Regions from separate parts of the Mus musculus genome. Here region 2 is linked to region 1. Evidence: chromatin contacts called from public ChIA-PET data. All regions are on one chromosome and are shown on one strand. Each heading gives the region's core, a stretch centred on a gene start, on an enhancer-like site or on the middle of the called end of the contact. The rest is flanking DNA. Distances are from core to core; before and after follow the strand shown.

Region 1 (4,973 bases), core at 1,565-4,064:
GTAAAGGAGTCACCAAAGGTTGTGGGTGTGTTTAAATGTGAAGGATCATGAGAGTGGCGGTCCCCAAAGGATCAAAGCAAGGCTTTCATTAGAAAAAGACTCGTCAGAACAGATAAGATAGGCCTGAGCAGAGGGCTCCCATTGACACAGGAGGTATCAAATTTAAGATTATCCGTGATGGTCACGTTCTTCAGGTTGCAGGCAGTCTTGGTCGCACAGCCCATGGCTTGTAGCTTGATGATGTCTTGGTTCTCTTCCGTTCCTGTTAGTGAAAAGACCCAAGAATCACTCTTTCGCTCTCGTTTCATCTCTCCTCCTCACCCACATCCTTAGAAAGTAAACTTCCAGAATGGTCCAGAATCCACCACTCCCACCTCTGTGTGAGGTCATGAGCACTGCTCCATCCATGTAGAAGCTGGGCCTTCTTGTCCTCTGGCCCTACTGACTCTTCTGTATAGAAGGAACCTTAAAATGACCCTTGTGTCTCAGACACAAGACTAACAGTGAGGCCTCTGGGTACCCATTCAGCAGGACAGGTGAGTTTGATGCAGGTGAGGATGAAGGCTAGATGCAGGGTCTCAACTGTTGGCTAAAACCCTTCAGGTGTAACTTGCCTTCCCCACTCTACCCTTTCTCTCCTTCCCCACCTGGAGGGAAATATTGTGGATCTCTCACAAACTGACATCCTTCTGGGGGCTTTGAGTTCCCTCTGAGAATAACTATAGAATGCACAGGACATCTCTTTCCCAAGGTAAGCTGAGGTAGAAGCCTGCCCCACTGTAGATGGTTTGAATCATCTTTTGAATTCTGTGATGCCCTATTTTCCTCATTCACATCAACTCATCTGGACAAAGGGCCCTTCCCTTGCTTGCCCCAGGACTTCTTGTCTGTCAGAACTCTTTCTTAATAAAAGTGTGGCTTGCCTCAAGTCCCAACAAACTCCCAGTCCACCACTTAATCAGCTCCCAAAAAGCCACTGAGTCTATGGTTCCATGCAGTTTTCCATATATTGTTCAGGAAAAAGTTGTCAGCCCCTCCCTCTGACTGTGCATTCCAAAAAGAAAACTCCTACAGCTCTTTCCCAAGTTCCTGTCTCAAGGGCAGATGGGCCCTGTCAGGAGCCACCTAGGAAAGGCTAAGGCTAGCAGATGACTTTTATGAACTTGGCTCACCATTTTGTTTTGCTTTGTTTTGGTTTGGTTTTTGTTTGTTTTGTTTTGTATGGTCTGTGATAGGTGAGCTCTGAGAGACAAGGACCAAGAAACTTCATCCCTAAATTGCTTCTTCCTGTTGCTATGCCTCTCCTATCACTACTACATAGTCTAACAATCCCTGGGCATCCACCTACCCTATTGGGCAAATTTCCTGCAGATCAACATGAAGATGAACTTTTATGAATTAATGCTGATTAGATAAATGAATGATTTTATAGAATTCCTGGTTTGATTCAAATGATTTTTTTTAAAAGAATGTTTTAAGAAATGTTTTTAGTTGTTTTACTAGAAAGCTGTAATAAGGTTAGAATCAAGAATAGAATGTGCCCACTCCTCAGAATAGTAAGTAAAGACTGTGTAATAAGAAATACAATGAGCTTTCATAATTCCACTAAAAAGAGATATAGAGCTTGGGACAAATTTGTGTTCAAGGAAAAACATTCAGGTCCAAGGATGAAGCCACTGTGTGCACTGTGATACGGCTAGGCCATGTAAAAAATGGTGCTTTGCCGCTGACAATGAGCTTACAGCATGAAACACTGCTTTCAGCTTGTTATTGATACCTTTCGATAACTCTTCTCTTTTGAAACGTTTTATCTAAGAGGTAATTCTTCCTTACATAGAGAACTTTTTGTCTAAGAACTATAAAAAGCTGAAAGCAATAAAGAAGGTGGTGTAGCCGTTTCTGTGTTGTCTAAGGGACTTCTTTCCTTTGCTTCCTTTTCTCTCAAGTTCAGAAAGAGCTAATGAGCTCCCAGCCTCTTATCCGGCCAGTCAGGGGCTCCTGTCTGACTCAGAGGAGCACAAGCAATAAATCCTTACCTAATTTCCCGCTCCTGAACAGCATATGTTCGTCACAAGAAACCAGAGCTTAATTAAGCACAAATAAGAAGAGAGTTACAGAGTAAAACATTAGCCCTTATTTAAGCACAGAGTTAAATTTCCAGCACTTATTTAAGCACAGAACAGTAAGAAAGCGTTAAGTTTTCAATGTTTAATAAATCACAGAGAGTTATAAAATAAAGATACAGTGCTTACTAAGGCACAGAGAGCTAAAGAGCAAAGAAGCCAGCGGTTTTCAGCCACAGAAAAAGCAAGAGAGTGTTAAGTTTCCAGAAGCTCTCAGCTTCTAGCCCCCAACACAGTTAGAGAGAGTTACAAGGCTGGAGGTCATCATAAGCCTTCTGTCCTTCGTCCAATGCTGTGTTCTGCCTCAGCTCTGAACCCCAAGAGGCCAGGGAAAGCCCCTGGCAGGACCCTTTATAACAAATATATAATTTTCTCTTAATAAAAAACATTGCTTTTCTAAATTTAGAGCAACAACAGGTAAAACTTGAGCGCTTGTGCATAGGCTTTGGTTGCCACATTGGCAGCAGTGGTAAAGACATCTGGTCCTGAAGTGCCATCACCCTATACTTCCAGGACATCACAGCAACACAGGTGCGCAAATCTAACTCTTCTGTCGGGAGCAGTTACATTCCTTCACCCCCATCTCTTCCCTTCCACCCTTAACGCTTGCCTCCCAACAAATGACTCCTTCCAAACCTTAGAAGCACGTGGCCCCATATGAGCACTTTCTCTGTGTGAAGACAGGTTTCAAAGATGCCCCACACAGTCTCTTGGCAGCTCCCATCCGTGTCCAATCAGGGTTGCTCTAAACTACCAACAGTCTACAAGAGGAAATGATGTGTCACTTCTGAGATAGAGCTCCCCGTCTCTCTCTCTCTCTCTCTCTCTCTCTCTCTCTCTCTCTCTCTCTCTCTCTCTCTCTCTCTCTCTCTCTCTCTCTGTCTGTCTCTACTTTACATCTGCTCTGAGGAAAGCCATCAGTTAACCATGAGAACATTGCGGTAGACTAGAAAAAGATCATAAGTAAAAGAATTGAAACTCACCAGAAACCACAAGTGACCTGGGAAACAGAAACTGACAAATGAACACAGCAACCTCTAAACACCCTGGGCCAGGCCCATTGCACCTGGCCATTCTCCAGTTATAGACCCACACATACTGAGATGTAACAAATGGTCCACTGTTTTCAGTTGCTACATTTGGCACAATTCAATACATAGTAATGAGTGACCTGCTGTGCCTTTAACAAAACATTCGAGGGAATAATCATACCTCTGGCAGTAGCCTTAATGCACATTGTCTCCTCCCCCGTGCACTTTAGTAAAACAGGTCTACATGTGCCACATTCACTGAAGCAGGCAGGACATTCAACGCCATTGGGTTCTGAAGATAATGCAGGCACTGAATGGAGAGAGAAAAGTTTTCATCTTGGGAAATAGAAAGAAGAAACAGCTGAGAACATGTCTATCCTCTGCTCATCTAATACAGGTTGTTTTCCACAATTCTACCAAAAAGCATTGCAGTGAGGATGAGCTGGGAGGAGGCTCAGGAGAAGGCCCTGGGGTGTGAGTGCCAGGTAGAACCTCATGGGAGTTCAGAGCCGTCCTCACTTTCATCAGTTACTCTGTTCTCTATCTTGGAGGGAAAGTCCTAGATAATGGGAGAGGAGAGAATCTGTTTTCTTTCTTTCTTTCTCTCCTTCTTTTTTTCTTTCTTTCTTTTTTTCAAAGCAACTAACAGAATTTTATTATTCCCATAATAGACAATGCGAAGACAAAGGAGACAAGGACAACACTCTGACTCTACCACAAATGAATGTTACAAGTCTCTAGTGGTTCCACATATGAAAATGTATATAAAGAAAAAAATAACCCAGAGAAATATAAATATTCAGATATTTTCAGCATGATACAATGTACTTAAAAAACCAACAGAGCAGTATTTTTGTAATGGTAAGTGTAACTCTGATGGTAATTTAAAATGCCAAAGCACACCTTTTTCCTATCCTCCTCCATAGTCTGGACTGAGGGTTAAGAATTACGAAAACATTGTATGATAGAAACACGTTTAGTGCTCAGAGACAAAAAACTCTCCTTATTTTAATCCATCAAGATGCACATATTGAATTTAGGAATGCCAGTCACTGTTATATGCCGATAAATAAAGCAGGCCAACAATACTTTTATAATCAAACCCAAGTAACTTAGAAGTTGAGGACAAGCTTTCAAAACACAGCAAGACTACTTCTCAACAAAACAAACTGTAAACCTGGGGTATTAAGTAGGTGAGAAAAGGCTGATGGCCAGAGGGGCAGAGCAAAGCAGTTAAGCCATGAGATGCACATTAGAGAAAATCCCCAAGACCAATTCCTGCCATCTAACCCCCACTCAGTCTACCTCACAGGAGAAGGGCCTGTGTGTAACTCAAACCATTTCCAAGGAGCGGAGTGCTGTATACAAAGGAAAGACAAGCATCAGTGCTGTGCCCCAGCACAGTGAGATGAGCCCTCGGAAAAGCAAAGGAGACACGGGGCAGATAGTAGATGTTCAGAGACAGCTATACTCACCCTTAATGGGCTCTTTGCTACAGTGTTCAGTGTAGCAGCAGCGATGGTCATAGCTCAATGCCAAATGCCTCTCCACTGTTACCGAGAATTCTAGTCCAGTACAACTGTCTTCAGAACAGCCTTTCTGCACATATGTTTGATGTGCTGTGAAGCAAACCCCACCACCATCACCAAGAAGTGTTCTCTTCTGAGACACAGAGGATGAAGCAAGCATCCAGTGGTAATGAGTCTGTCCCTTCATTCTCTCTGTCTTTAAGTATCTTTACTCCAAGAGTCTCTCTGTGATTGTTTAAGAGAACAAATCAACAGAGGGACAGTTTGGTGCAATGGGGATGGGGCCCAGT
Region 2 (4,873 bases), core at 120-2,619, 490 kb before region 1:
TTTTAGCAAGATTTTATTTTGGGGCGGGACAGGACAAGTATTTTTTTTTTTCTTTCTTTCTTTTGACGGGCAGCTTCTGAGTCCCTGTGGTTCCTTTCATAAATGTAAGGGTTGTATTCTGATGACTAGGGTTTTCTGAATTCTGTCCCCTGGCCTCAGACTGAACAGCTCTGCAGGCTGGTCAATGCACCCAGCCTTCTGTCAAACCCCTCATCCCATAACTTGCCCAGGCCCCCTCCTATACCAGACCTGCTGAGCGGACTACCTTACTAACCAGGTATCTGGTGACCTGTGCTCAACTCGCTGCTGGGTCAGGTGGGTCAGTAAAAAGGATGGGGCAAGTTAGAGGCCAGCTTGTCCTGGTTCTGCAGTTCTTGGATTCTCAGAGCCAAGAAGAGCTAGCTGGAGGAGTTGGTGCAGGCAAAGCATAGCTCCCACCGGCAATCCTAAAGGACATGAGCAAACCTCGGGCTGTGCTGCCCTGGATTCTGAGAGGGGTTGGGGGGAGGGGGGAGGGGGAAGGGTAGGGAGGGAGAGTCAGTCTCCATTTACTGCTTACAGGAAGAGGTTCCACGGGTGTAGTGTATGATGGTCTCTGATTAGAGACTCGAGGTCAACACCATGCTTAATCATAAAGGGTCATGCCTTCCATCCTTTCCAAAGGCCTGCTCTATTTCCTAAACATGGGTCTACACACTCTGCCCTGTGAGGCTGGAATATGCACTCCTAAATCGCATTAGTAGGTGTCATGAGGGTGAGGCACCACCTCCTTGTGGACAGCTCTGTGTTCTGGCAAAGAAGAAAGATCATCTGTCATCAGCCAGGAGAAACAAGGATTTCTGAGGGAGCAGTGCCTTGAAATAAAAATAGCAGAAGTCAAGCTTATGGAATTCTGTAATATGCAAATGAGGTGACTTCCTGGGCTCTTGTGATTGGACAAGTCTCCACAGAGCATCCAATGAAAGCCTTTAGGTTGTGGACCATCTTTAGTGTCTGAGGGTGTGGCCATTTAAGAGAGTCAGGGTTGTGCTGTAAGCTGGTCATTCATTTCTGGTGGTCAGCTTGTTTCCTTCCTGGATCTCTCGCCCCTTCCTTTCAGTTTCTCTTCAGGTTTAGGGCTCTGGTGACTCGGGTGTCGCAGCTGTCTGCGCTTCCAACCACTTCCTGCACGGAGGTCTGTGAGCTGTGTGGCTGATCACAGCGCAAGACAGTCTAATCCAGCTCTCAGCAGTGCAAGGATACCCAGAAGGCCACCAGCTACTGAGGCTTTGTCTACCCTCGGGGGCCCTTCAGTGACTACCAAAGGCTCTTCAGAGATAACCAGAGTCCCTGGATAGCTTAATGGAAAAGCCTTAAAGGACTCCTGACCTGGAAGAGAATAGGCAGTCTCCCCCTGGTGGCCTGGCCGAGGTAGTACCGCGCGGCACATTAGAAAGCCGGGTTTGTCCCAAAACAAAGGTCTGGGGGCTCTTCAGCCAGATCTTGGACTCTACACAGGTTGTCTTGACGATTCAGTTGGGAGACACTGTCCCCGGCTTTGACCCCAGCATTTAGGATAGGTCAGCCAAGTCTACAAAGTGAGATCCTATCTCAAATTAAGTAAACAAACCAAACAAAAAACCAAACAAACCAGCAGGCGTCGGTTTCCTGATTGAATTGTATGTTAACCATCCAGCTTCCGCCAAAGAGCAAAGGAACTAGTCCCCGCAAGTGCGTGGCTCAACACCGTTTTGATCTGGTGCTCTCCTTGGAGAAAATTTGTACTGCAGTATCTCTATTGCTATTTCATTACATCCACATTAGGATAAAAAATACAGCGTGGTGGGCACTTTGCTATGCATACTAGTACTAATATTAATACTAAATACTTTGTATTTGAGTTTTTAGCCCATTTCTATCTATTTGCAAAATTTCAGGAAAATTGTGAGAGAGGTGGAAGCAAGCACTCCCCGTATTTACAGCCAGCTGGTTTTCACCTTCACCTAAAGGTGGTCATTATTTTTGAGAATATTTTTGGTCGATTATTTTACTAATAAATGTGGATCATAGCTATGCACTGAGGGCATGGCTCAGTAGTCAAGAGCACTGGCTTCTCTTCCAGAGGACCAGGGTTTGGTTTGTGGCACTCACCTGGGAGACTCATAATATTCTGTATATATTCTGTATTCAGCTCCAGGAGATCTAGGCTCTCTTCTAGACTCTGAGAACACTGCATGCACATGGTACACAAGCATACATGCAGGCAGAACAGCCACACACACACACACACACAGTGATTGTCTTCCTATGAGCTCCCCAAAAACGTGAGCTAAGAAAGATTCATGTCTCCCAGCTACAGGCATTTTATTATGAAAACAGGAAATTAACACAGAAAAATTTTTAAAAGTTTATTTTAAATTCCAGAACAGGGAAAAAAGGGTCACTGCAGGGATATATCACGTAGAACAGGAGAAAATGAAAGTTCTCCACATTGTGGTATCAGTAATACTCCACAATTTAAAAGGACTGACTTCAAAATAAGTCCATCAAGGAAAAAGGGAAAATCAAAACAAACACAAACTCTACAGGGTCAGTGCCTACCTAGAGTGGAACCCTAGACAGGGATCAAATTCCAACAAGTCCTAGGGAACTTTTACAGAGAAAGACTCTGAACTTTTGATGATGCTGCCATGTGACTGTACACTCTGACCAATGTTCCCTGTGTGAGCTCCGCTCACAGATACCTTAACTACGGCTGCAAGGAATCCAGTGTCCTGTTCTGGCCTCCACAGGTACACACACACACACACACACACACACACACACACACACACACACACACACGAGAGAGAGAGAGAGAGAGAGAGAGAGAGAGAGAGAGAGAGAGAGAGAGAGAGAGAGACAGGCAGACATAAAGTTTCATTTTTTTGTTTGTTTCCCTGTGTAGCCCTGCCTGTCCTCAAACTCACTCTGTAGACCAGGCTGGCATCGACCTCAGAGATCCGCCCTCCTTTTTAGATTATGCATGTGTCACCTCCTGGTGTACAGGCATGCGTGCAGACAAAACACTTGTGTACATACAATACATAAATCTTAAAACAACCAACCCCCCCAAAAAATTCTCTAGCTAGGCAGTGGTGGCCCACGTCTTTAGTCTCAGAGCTCAAGAGGTGGAGGCAGGTGGTTCTCTGATCTACACATTTTCTATCTGGCCAATTTGTTACATATAAGTATCACAATGATAAAGAAGGAAAAAAAGTTAAAACTTTATTACTCCAAGGTTGAAAAACTGTAACATGCAGGGGATGAGGTGGGGTGGGGGACAGTGTGTGTGTATGTGTGTGTGTGTGTGTGTGTGTGTGTGTGTGTGTGTGTGTGTGTGTGTGTGTCTTTTATTGGGTCTCATCTCTTCTCCCATTTCTTTCTATATAAATGCCAGCCTCTCTCCAAAGCCCAGCCCAGGGGCTGCCTGTGCTTGTGACATTTCCTTGCTAATCCACTGACTAACCATAACTGCTCTTGACTGGGAACCCAAAACACTAGGTGACCTTTGTCTGTGTCTGAGGACCTTTCTCTTGCAAGCATGTATAGGCTACTACAGTCCCTATGGACAACGATCTGCTCATTCTGAGGAGGCATTTTGATGCAAAAGGGGTGCCCACCACTCAGCCAGGGACCTTCAACTCCAACCCACTAGGGTAGGTTCAGTGTTCCCCCAAATATGTGGGAGTCAGGACCTCTCGCATCTGTGACCAGGATCATTTGGAGGAAAGGGTCCTTACAGAGCAGTCAAGTTACAAACCTCTGAATGGAGCCAGCTGGCGTTAACGCGGGCTCTGAGTTGGATTGCTAAGAGAAAATGTTTAAGGAGAACCAGAGAAGAGCTGGCCATATGACCACAGGGCCAGCATTTGCAGTGATGTGACTGCCAGCTAAGAGGACTCCTCCAGACACTGGAAGGGAGGCCTGGTTTTCCCATGCTTTCAGGAGAAGCCAACCCTGACAATCTGACTTCAGTTCAGATTTCTGGTCTCCAGAATTTAGAGGGAAGAGTCACTAGTGGCTTTTAGGCCAGAGCTCTTAACCTAAAAGCCCCAGGCCCCTTGGAGTGGGGGTCCTGATCACCAACCAGATCAATCACACCAACAATCCCTGCTTGAACTTGCAACAAACAGCAAGAGGGAATGTTGGGTCTGCAGGATGGTGAGACTCTGTTTCTCTTGGGGCCACCAGCTTCACAGCACTAGATAGAGCGTTTTTCTCAGTCCCTATGGAACAGGCACCACGGAGCAGCACCCCACTCCCTGGGCTCTTCTGCTGCCGCAGTCTTGGAATGGAAGATTCTCAGGGAGCCGAGAGCTGGGTCCAGCACTTGTGTTCTCAAGTGTCCATTAAAACCCACTTCTCATCTGTTTTCTCTTTCAATATGGATGTGGTTTCTGTCCTCACTGAACTCTGACCAAAGTCTTAGGAATCTTGGGATCTTTGCTTTTGTGTGACTTGAACTAGTCTGTCACCGTGAGTGAAAGAAAGGGATTTAGGTAGAAATAGATTGGAGGAGGAAGAAAAGAAACAAGGGAAGGGAGAGGGACTGGAGAGATGGTTCTATGATTAAGAGCCCTGGCTGCTGTTGCAAAAGAATGGAGTTTTGTTCCCAGCACCCTCTGTCAACGCATAAACTCTCTAACTCCAGTTCCAGGGGATCGGATGCTATCCTCTGGCCTCTGTGGGCACCGCACCTGTGTGCGCAGACACACACACACACACACACACACACACACACACACACACACACACACACACACATCTACATAATGCAAAATAATAAAATCATTTAACAGAAGGAAAGAGAAGGTGGGAAGGAGAGAGAGGAAAGAGAGGAAGTGAACGAGTG

Evidence for each region. ChIA-PET counts read pairs in DNA pulled down with a chosen protein or histone mark.
Region 2: an RNA polymerase II ChIA-PET map of memory CD8 T cells shows a contact between it and region 1, with 7 read pairs. The contact joins two enhancer-like sites. A contact is called at or near these places in 1 of 39 promoter capture datasets (embryonic stem cells) and 2 of 115 datasets of contacts at active chromatin or transcription factors (embryonic stem cells and memory CD8 T cells).

The regions. Positions count from the first base shown.
Region 1 is chr11:58,435,157-58,440,129 of GRCm38.p6, reverse strand. Gm12253 (predicted gene 12253) reads right to left here. Exons shown (of 7, transcript NM_001045542.1): 4 at 4,630-4,773; 5 at 3,336-3,464; 6 at 124-244. Among named protein-coding and RNA genes, the nearest start is that of Gm12253, 5.1 kb to the right of the region's middle. Within about 2 kb of position 2,814, at least 32 of the 459 cell types and tissues checked have an H3K27ac peak or open chromatin away from gene starts, as enhancers often do. A contact at or near this core is called in memory CD8 T cells, where this site is marked.
Region 2 is chr11:58,924,652-58,929,524 of GRCm38.p6, reverse strand. Btnl10 (butyrophilin-like 10) reads right to left here. Exons shown (of 6, transcript NM_001363414.1): 6 at 2,917-4,873. Among named protein-coding and RNA genes, the nearest start is that of Btnl10, 9.2 kb to the right of the region's middle. Within about 2 kb of position 1,369, at least 232 of the 459 cell types and tissues checked have an H3K27ac peak or open chromatin away from gene starts, as enhancers often do. A contact at or near this core is called in memory CD8 T cells, where this site is marked.